2 separate regions of the Mus musculus genome follow, and region 2 is linked to region 1. Evidence: chromatin contacts called from public Hi-C data. All regions are on one chromosome and are shown on one strand. Each heading gives the region's core, a stretch centred on a gene start, on an enhancer-like site or on the middle of the called end of the contact. The rest is flanking DNA. Distances are from core to core; before and after follow the strand shown. Region 1 overlaps Gm33655 (a long non-coding RNA gene). Region 2 overlaps Gm33655 (a long non-coding RNA gene).

Region 1 (4,211 bases), core at 1,673-4,172:
CGCCTGTAGTGCTGTTTGTAGTAGGCAACCTCTGTGGGTGGCTTTTTGGTAACTTGGGGTAGCCTGGTGACAATAGCAGTGAGGGGCTAGGGAAAGTCTGGCTTCAGGTCCTCTGTGACCTCTCTTTATCTGGGTGACCCAGGCAGGAGAAGCGTTCCCTGCTTTTTTAGGACACTTGCACTGAGCTCACCTAGCCACGGGGTCTTTGAGGACATGCAAACAAGTGCTTCCTACACATTTGTTTCTCCCTAGCAAAAGGGAAGGTCCAGGTGCCTGAGACAAAAACGAGCTCTGTTTGATTAGATTACAGCTTCTAGTGCCTTTTTATGTGCTCCCCTGCCCCCAGCTCAGTCTCCTGGATGTTACCTGGTGTTTTCTCATCAAAAGTGCTTCCCTTACCAAGCTAAAATCAGAATGGTTCCACCATTGCTACACTGGTAGGTAATACAAATTCTTTGGAGGCACTCAAAGCAAAGTTTGATGAGACCCGTCAGGGAAGTCACCTATGGCTTAGAGTAGCTGGTGAATCTCTGACTACAGGTCTGGCCCTTTGTCTTTAGCTATGCCCCACGTTCTCTCCCACTTGAGGAGCGTCCTGATGGGAACTGAGGCAGATCCCTGCATGGCTGTGCTCTTCCAGGTGTTCTTTCGTGCTCTGATTATGCCAGTGCCCAGGTTCACTTGCAAAGTAAAGATGGCACTCTTGTGTCACAGAGTGTGTCAAGAAAGTCTCAGCTTGCAGGCATGTCAGAGGTCACAGAGTTCCTCTGGCATGGCTATCCTGGAGAGGGACTGCTCAGGGCCACAGATGAGATCCTGGAGTCTGTGTCCAGGCCTATGCTCCGAGCACGTGCCAAAAAGGGTCTGCTATGGAAGTCATGTGTGCAGTGGTGGTGAGATTATCTGCTTCTAGGCTGTGTGGCTTGGGGTAAATTAGGCTGTTCTTCTGTGCTTTAGTATTCTACACCTTCCTTGTGGAGTTGCTGAGAACTCTGGATGAAACCCAATGGAAACAGAGTTCAAGGTTGTGGACAGTTCAAAGTTGCTGGGGGAACTTTCCTGGTGCTGAGACAAGGGCACGGAGGATCTGCATAGACAATAAAGCATCTCCTTGCCCAGTATCTCTGTCAGGGTCTTGTGTGCACTCAGAACCAGAGAGCCTCCTCCACAGGTCCTTCTTGGGCAGAGCTCTACCTCTCCAGACCTTTCAAGCTTTGCGCTTCCCACGGCAGAGGCATATTTTTGGCTGGCCTTGAATTCGCAGAGATCTACCTGCTTCTGCCTCCTGAATGCTGGGATTGAAGGTATGAGTCATCACCCCGTGTAAGGTGAGACAGGCTGGAAACAGTTGTTCTCTTCTCTGTTATACTGTGCTAGTGCTGGCCTCATGGATGTTTTATAAAATGTCTACCCGGTAGCCGCTATCACGACAATGATGACAGCAATGACGTCAAAGCAGTTCATTGGTTGGGAATTCCCTGCGATCCCTTCTCTGAGTTCCCACTGCACTGCAGGGCCATGGAGAGGATGTGCTTGCCTAAGTCTAGGTGTGAGTCATCCTGTAAGCCCACAGTTCCAACTCAAGGCAGTGCAAGTCAAGGAGGAAGCAGTCCTCTTGCATCCAGGAGCACACAAAGGGAGTCTGGGTGCCAAGAGAGGTCAGGGAAAGTTTCATAGAGAGCCAAGTACTGGAGCTGAGAGTCGGAAGAGTGGACCTTGGTCAGGTGGAGAAGCTGGGCCCAACATGTACTGTGGCCCAGAGTGGGAAAGACAACGGAGACCCTGAAGCAGACCAGAGTGGTCAAAGCACAGAGCACTGAGCACTGAGATCCTAGCTTCCACAGCAGTCAGAGTCCCAGTAACATCTTCTTCAAGTGGATGTGGAGAGCCATTGTCAGGACTCTATAGCAGGGGTGTGGCTTAGTAATGCTAATGAAGAGGGGTGACAGTCACCTGCTATTACTGGTGTACTGTCTAGGCCTCAATCTCTGAGAAGTGCTGCCTGCAATTGGTTTGCAAAGACCCTTTTAGGTGTGAGGGTGCACAGGCTTCCCCCGATGCAGTTTCTGGATGCTTGTGGGTGAGAAAGCTCTCCAGGCAAGAACAGCTCCCCACATCCTGCTCAGGAAGGTGAGCAGTTGCCCAGTTAGGCTGGATCTCAAGCGCTCTGCTGGAGGCCAGGTATTCACTGCTATCACAAGGCCAGTTTCTCTCCTGTCCCCCTAGATAGAGAAGGACTTCCAGTGAAATGAGGGACAGGGTTGCGTAGGGAAACAAAGTGGCCCCAGTCTGCCTATGCCAGCTAGCCTTCTCCATTCCACCTGCCCAGTCCTGGCCCCTCTTCCCCTTCTGATAGGCAGAGGCTTCTCAGTGCCGCTCTGGCAGTTAGGCTGGTGATTAAACTCTGCTTCCCCAAGATTCTGGGCTCTACCTTGCCTCCTAGGACTGCCCAGGGGCAAGCAGTGACCTTCTAAGGACTCCTACAAGTCATTGCTGTCTGCTTGAGGAAAGGCATCTGTGGCCCACTGGCCCCCCTCCTCCGCCAGAGCGGGAAACACAATACACCGATAATGATCTAATATTTATACAACGCCTTTCTACCAGATGCATCCCAACAAAGTTTACAAGCTGTCCCCGCGGACGGCGCAATGTATTCCAGACCCTTTCCCTGCCTCCGCCCTGCCCCCCTCCCTGGTGTGTGTGTGTGGAGGGGCGGGGAGGTGATGCCCACAGAGCTCATAAATCCACCTGAGGGGCAGGCCTGTCCAGTTGCACACCAGGACCTAACTGTTCCACGCCTTGCTGGGCACTGCCCTGTACGGAGGTCACGTGCTTTTCTGAGTGGAAAAGAAAGCCTGGCCGTGGAGAGGAAGGCTGTACCCAGGGTTGGGCCTGAAGTTTGGCCAAAACTCACAGCACCCAGTGAGCCTCTCCCCAGCCCTCCACATCCTCAGACCTGTGGGAGGGACATAGGGAGGGCCGGCTGGCTGGGCACAAATGTTCCTCCTAGTCACTTCCTCCGAGGCAACTCCATGAATGAGGATTTGTGTTAGTTCCCTCCCAGTAAATTGCCCTTGGTCACCAGGGCCATGTTGTGTGTCAGAGTCCCTGACCACCAGCCTTGGACAAAACCTGCTTTGTGAAGTCCGGGTAGAAGACAAACAAATGATTATTACCTTTGAGTGTCCCCTCCCCCAGCCTTTTCTCTTGGCCTGGAGTTAAGACCCTTTTCTCTGTCAACAATCTTGACTTTGTTCCGTGAGAAGGAAACAGCTCGCAGAGGGGTTGCTGAGATGCCTCTTTGCAAGAAAACCGTTTGGGAGGCGGGTGGAACAAGACAGGGGTTACAGGAAATGGCAGGCATTTTTTGTTGAATTAAACCATTAGGAGTGACCCCCAAACCAGAGCCAGGCCGAGGGAACAACTGGATACATTTAGGTCAGGACAAGCAGCCAAGAGAGGAGCTGAAACCAATTACCATAAATGAATGTTTCTCTTTTATTCACGACCACCGTGCCTGTTCCCAGGATGCTCTTGGGCCTCTTATAAAAACAGATGAACTCTCTGGTTTTGTTCGGGGAGTTATTAGCTAATGCAACTGTTGGGCAATTTATCAAACATTAACACATGCTGGGATTAATGGCCAGGAGACATCCTTGTCACTGCTGGTCTCTGAGGCTGCTGGACTTTGGGATTTCTCTGGGTAGGCCCTTCTCCTCTGTGGGAACCTTTAAGTAGGTTGTTAGTATCCCGCCTGAGGTAGGGTCCTTGCGGCTGTAACTCCTCACTGCCATTTGGGTAAGGTGATCCCCTGGTCAGTCTAGAGCCCAGGTTCTGCTCTATATCCCCGGTATAAATTTCCTTAGGAGTCCCTGTTGTTTACATGAGCTGTGGCTTATGCTGTGTCTGGGCCTGTGATGGCCAACCCAGCATGCCCTTCTGACCCAGCTTCACTCCCTCTTTGACTCTCCATGTAGACTTCCTTTCCTGAGGGACTGGCAGCTCAGGGCTCCTTCTCTGTGCCTCATGGCCCTGAGATTGCACCACAGCTGGACCTCACTTGGGTTGGAAACCAAATGGTGGGTTTGCAGTTTTGATTGCCCAAACTGATTGCCCTGGAGATAGTGTCTGATCCTTTGCCTAGCCAGAGCTTAGAGCAGTGTGTGTGTGTGTGTGTGTGTGTGTGTGTGTGTGTGTGTGTGTGTGTGCAC
Region 2 (4,069 bases), core at 206-2,705, 64 kb before region 1:
CATTTCCATACATAGGAACTCACATAGTTACCAGGCAGGGAGATCCAGGATGAGGCTTATCCATTGTACTCCAGATGTGCTGACCAATGTCATTTCCTCAAACGACAGAAACTCGACTGTATAATTTGTTGGAGGCTTTGTTCCCACTTTCCCCTGTAAAACAAAAGGAAAATAAGTAACCATATGTGTTCTGGTGAGCATACATAAACACCAAGCACTAGAAGTTGGTGTTCCTGGAGAGTTCCATGCCTTGTAAAGGCTCACACCCCCTCCATCAGCCCCACCTCTGTCTCTGTGCCTGTGCCATCCCTCAGGGCTCCTTCCTTATCAGGCTCCCTTCAAGTCCTGGAAGCTTCTTTCACTGCCTCTGTCCTCTGTCTTTCAGCCTCTGCTACATCTCCCTTCCCTAAGGCCTAGTCTGAGGCATCCTGTCAACACTCTCCAGTTCCTTTCCATGACCTACCGTCAGCTTCCTGTTTTCCCTGGACTACCAGCTGTTCCTTTCATGGCTCTGTGCAAGAGGGCCTTAATAAATAAATATAGACTGATGAAAGAAGAACTACTGTGCGGAGTCGTTCTGAGTCCCGGGAGCTGGAGGAGGTGGGCAGTGCCATTATCTTTCCATTATTCTCTGTTTTCTTTAGATTTATTTTTAAAATTATCTTATTGTATGTTTGTGATTGTTTTGCTTGCATGTCTGTGCACCATGTGCATGTGTATCTGTGTACCATATGCATGCCTGAAGCCTGGGGAGACCAGAAGAGGGCATCAGATCCTGTGGTAATAGAGTTATAGATGGTTGTGATCTGCCAAGTGGGTGCTGGAAATTGAACCCAGGACACCTGGAAGAGGACCCAGTGTTCTTAACCACTAAGGAATCCTTCCAGCCCCCCCCCCATTCTAAATTTTAGTGTGTGTGTGTGTGTGTGTGTGTGTGTGTGTGTGTGTGTGTGTGTATGAATCTGTTTATGGATGCTCACAGAAGCCAGAAGAGGATGCCAGAACCTCTGGAGCTGTACATGTGTGAATAGTCCTACGTGAGTTCTGGGGGCTGCAAGTGTGGAGCCATCTCTCCAGCTTTCAATGCCTCTACCTTTCCTAAAGGAGCAATGCAAGCATCCTGTGTGTCAGAGCTGGGTCTCAACTCCATTGGCAACTGTTAGATTTCCCTTTCTGAAGTCTGGCCTTACTGCAGTGGTGTTCCGGCCCTTCTTTACAGCACCCTTTCCTGTAAAGAAAATTTTATTGCTGGCAAGGGCCGAATACTCTGCTGTAGATCAGCACGACAAAAAGGAGTTGGAGTTCCAGGGAACAAACAAGTTGGCCAGGTGTGTCTGGGGCTGCAGCTGTCTTGAAGATTCTGCAAGAAACCCTGATTTAGGACAGAGAATGCTGGGTGCGAGTCACCAGAGGAGGCCCGAGCGTCGCCAGCGCTCTCACCTGTTGGGCCGGGGCCGGGTGGGCTCGCACTGCCGCTGGGTGGCCTGGCCCGGGCCCGACAGCGCTCCGTGCTCGGGGACCCTCCAGGGACCCGCTGGGGAGCAGCACAGAGGCGGCGGCCTGGCGGGGCCGGGTGGGGCGGCGAAATGGCTTTTCCAGCTCCGGAGCCCAGGCCGCGCTGTTGACACAGTCGCGGATTTTAATGAGAAATCTGGAGCGTGCGTGGGAGACGTGGCGCGGGGTGCACAGATGCGGAGCTGGCGGCGCGGCCCGAGGGAGAGCGCTGGGGCGCGCTCACCTTTGAACTGCCAGGGACACTGTTTACCTTGGCAGTCCAAGTGGCAGTTTTACAGATATTAAATACCGACCCGAGGGGAAGCAGGGATCGGGGGCTGTCTGCACCAAGGGATCCCGTGCCCTCCCTGCAGCTGGCGGTCGGATTCGGTGCTGGGGAGACTCTCGGCCCTCGCATCCCATCCAGTCCCAGCCCGGCTGTCTCCTAATTCGATTTTCCGTGTCGGGAGGAGGAGGCCAAGGGCAGTCTGGGCCTTGCTCACACACCTTTTTGGCACGTCTATGTCTGGGGATTGCAGATCTCCAGTCCAGGCACCTCCTTGGCGGCGCTCCGGGTTACCTGATTCTTTTCTAGGGGCAGAAGAGATCCATCCTCCCTCCCTCCCTCCCTCCCTCCCTCCCTCCCTCCCTCCCTCCCTCCCTCCCTCCCTCCCTCCCTCCCTCCCTCCCTCCCTCCCTCTCCGCCTCTCTCTCTCTTTCTCTGAGACTTTTGCGGGACAGAGGAGAGCTCTGCCCGCGACCCAGGCTTCAGCCGGCAGTCAGAAGGCTCCCTGCAGAGGCACAAGCCATGTTGATTTTACGGAGAAGGCTGCTATGCACATTTCACTGCTGATTTATTGGTTTTTAACTAGATCCTTATGCTGGGCTAAAAAAGCCATCTTGCACTTTGTAAGGCTCTGCTGACTGCTGCTGAAAATGACACAGGGGCTCCTCCTCCCCTCCCCCACCCCGTCCCACCGAAAGGGCGACGGTGGAGGTAAGCCTAGGGTCCCTCTTCTGAGCAAGAAGCCTCCTGCTGCAGCCTCCCAGCCACTGACTACCTGCTGTGTGCACTGGGGTGAGTGTGTTGGTGTGCGGAAGACTTTATGGTCTAAAGGGAGGGTCTGGGAGAGGCAGGGACATAGTACTCACCTTTTCTCTATCAGAGCTCTTGCTGTATATATTAATGAACTTGCTGTATATATTAATGAACTTGGGAGTGGGTGTCAGCAAATATAGAGGGACACCCTGGTTCATCATTGTGTGACTTAGTAAAGCTACCTAAACTCTCTGATCTCCTGATTTGTCATCTCTGCAAAGAGTGTAGTTCTTATCTGTGATGTGGGAATCAGATAGACTCTTGTCTTAAGCCCTTGTAGCCCTGGGGGTTTTAGCATACAGTTGGGATAGCAAATTAATGGTTAGAGTCCCTTCGGAGACTTCCTCCCCATTCTGGCCCATAACTCTGGACACAGGCAAAGTCCTTAACACAGAGGTTAGTTAATTCACACCACCTCCTGGGACCACATACAGTGTTTCATAATTCAAATGGAAGATTAAGCAACATAAACCACACGATTATAAATTTTAAGGCACCTTCTATCATCAGCTTACCAAATCCTCAGGTAAGCTCTGTGAGGGTAGAGGCAGGCTGCGTCATTAACCACAGGTGCTTTCTCAGACCTGTGACTTGAAGGTAAGATGGACAGCTTCTAGCCTAGAGTTTGCTTCTTGATGTCTTGGTTGTTTTTCCTATTATTTAACAGCATCCCTCCATCCCCAGGACAGCTTCACTGGATGCAGCTTCACTGGATGATTGCTGGTACACACAGTGTGGAGACCACAGAGATACCCACCTTTAAGAAAGGCCCCTTCTTCCAGCCCTGCAAAAGCCACCAGAAAATAGGGTGGGCCCAGTGAAGACAGGTCTGATTGAGACCCCCACAACCCAGGGAGCTGAAGGAGGATGCTCGCGCATCTGTAGAACCCATCAGCGGCTTGATGGGTCGCTGTTAAACAAAGATGGGATAAGGTTACACGTGTTTTCCGTGGGAGTCGGCTCCAGTTTCAGCCTGATGATTTAGTCAGGTGTAAGCATGAAGTTTCCAATTTAGAGGAATAAATCTCCAGTGATTTTATTATCCCCTGTTTTACCCTGACACCCAACTTCACCCCGGCCCCCTGTCAAAGCCCTCATGATGTGTTTATATAGGGCACACTGTAATTGATTGGCGTGCAATAGAACATGACACAGAAAATGTGGCCTTCCCCACCAGGCTAACTCTGGAAGCTTCCATATTTCATCATCCTCCAGGCTCAATCAGTGGCTCCACTCACTGTGGTCACAAATTCCTGGGATTCTGGATTGTCTGTGAATAGGAGTATGGGGCCAAGGGGTTCATCTGGGACCCCCCAGGTTTCCCAGTGGGTGTTTTGGCCTGGAGCTGTGGGATGAAGAGAGAGGCTTCTGTCCTGGACTGTTGGGCTCTCTGGATTCAGTACCTCACAATTCTGCCTGATGAGAGAGTAGCCAGATTGAATTTTCCATGCCTCTAAGATATGGTAATTCCAATGT

The links. Hi-C and Micro-C count contacts between places; a contact is called where the count stands out from the background.
Region 2: a Hi-C map of uterus shows a contact between it and region 1, with 3 times the contacts expected there. The contact joins two enhancer-like sites. A contact is called at or near these places in 10 of 39 promoter capture datasets (the 3T3-L1 cell line, 3T3-L1-derived adipocytes, the HPC-7 cell line and 7 more), 2 of 484 Hi-C or Micro-C datasets (both in uterus) and 1 of 115 datasets of contacts at active chromatin or transcription factors (embryonic stem cells).

The regions. Positions count from the first base shown.
Region 1 is chr4:114,778,757-114,782,967 of GRCm38.p6, reverse strand. The region is part of intron 1 of Gm33655 (a long non-coding RNA gene); the gene reads left to right. Among named protein-coding and RNA genes, the nearest start is that of Gm12830, 41 kb to the left of the region's middle. Within about 2 kb of position 2,922, at least 49 of the 459 cell types and tissues checked have an H3K27ac peak or open chromatin away from gene starts, as enhancers often do. A contact at or near this core is called in uterus, where this site is marked.
Region 2 is chr4:114,841,072-114,845,140 of GRCm38.p6, reverse strand. All of the region lies in intron 1 of Gm33655 (a long non-coding RNA gene), which reads left to right. Gm12830 (predicted gene 12830) reads right to left here. Exons shown (of 4, transcript NR_033617.1): 2 at 3,351-3,503; 3 at 24-153. It also overlaps the pseudogene Gm23230. Among named protein-coding and RNA genes, the nearest start is that of 9130410C08Rik, 18 kb to the right of the region's middle. Within about 2 kb of position 1,455, at least 45 of the 459 cell types and tissues checked have an H3K27ac peak or open chromatin away from gene starts, as enhancers often do. A contact at or near this core is called in uterus, where this site is marked.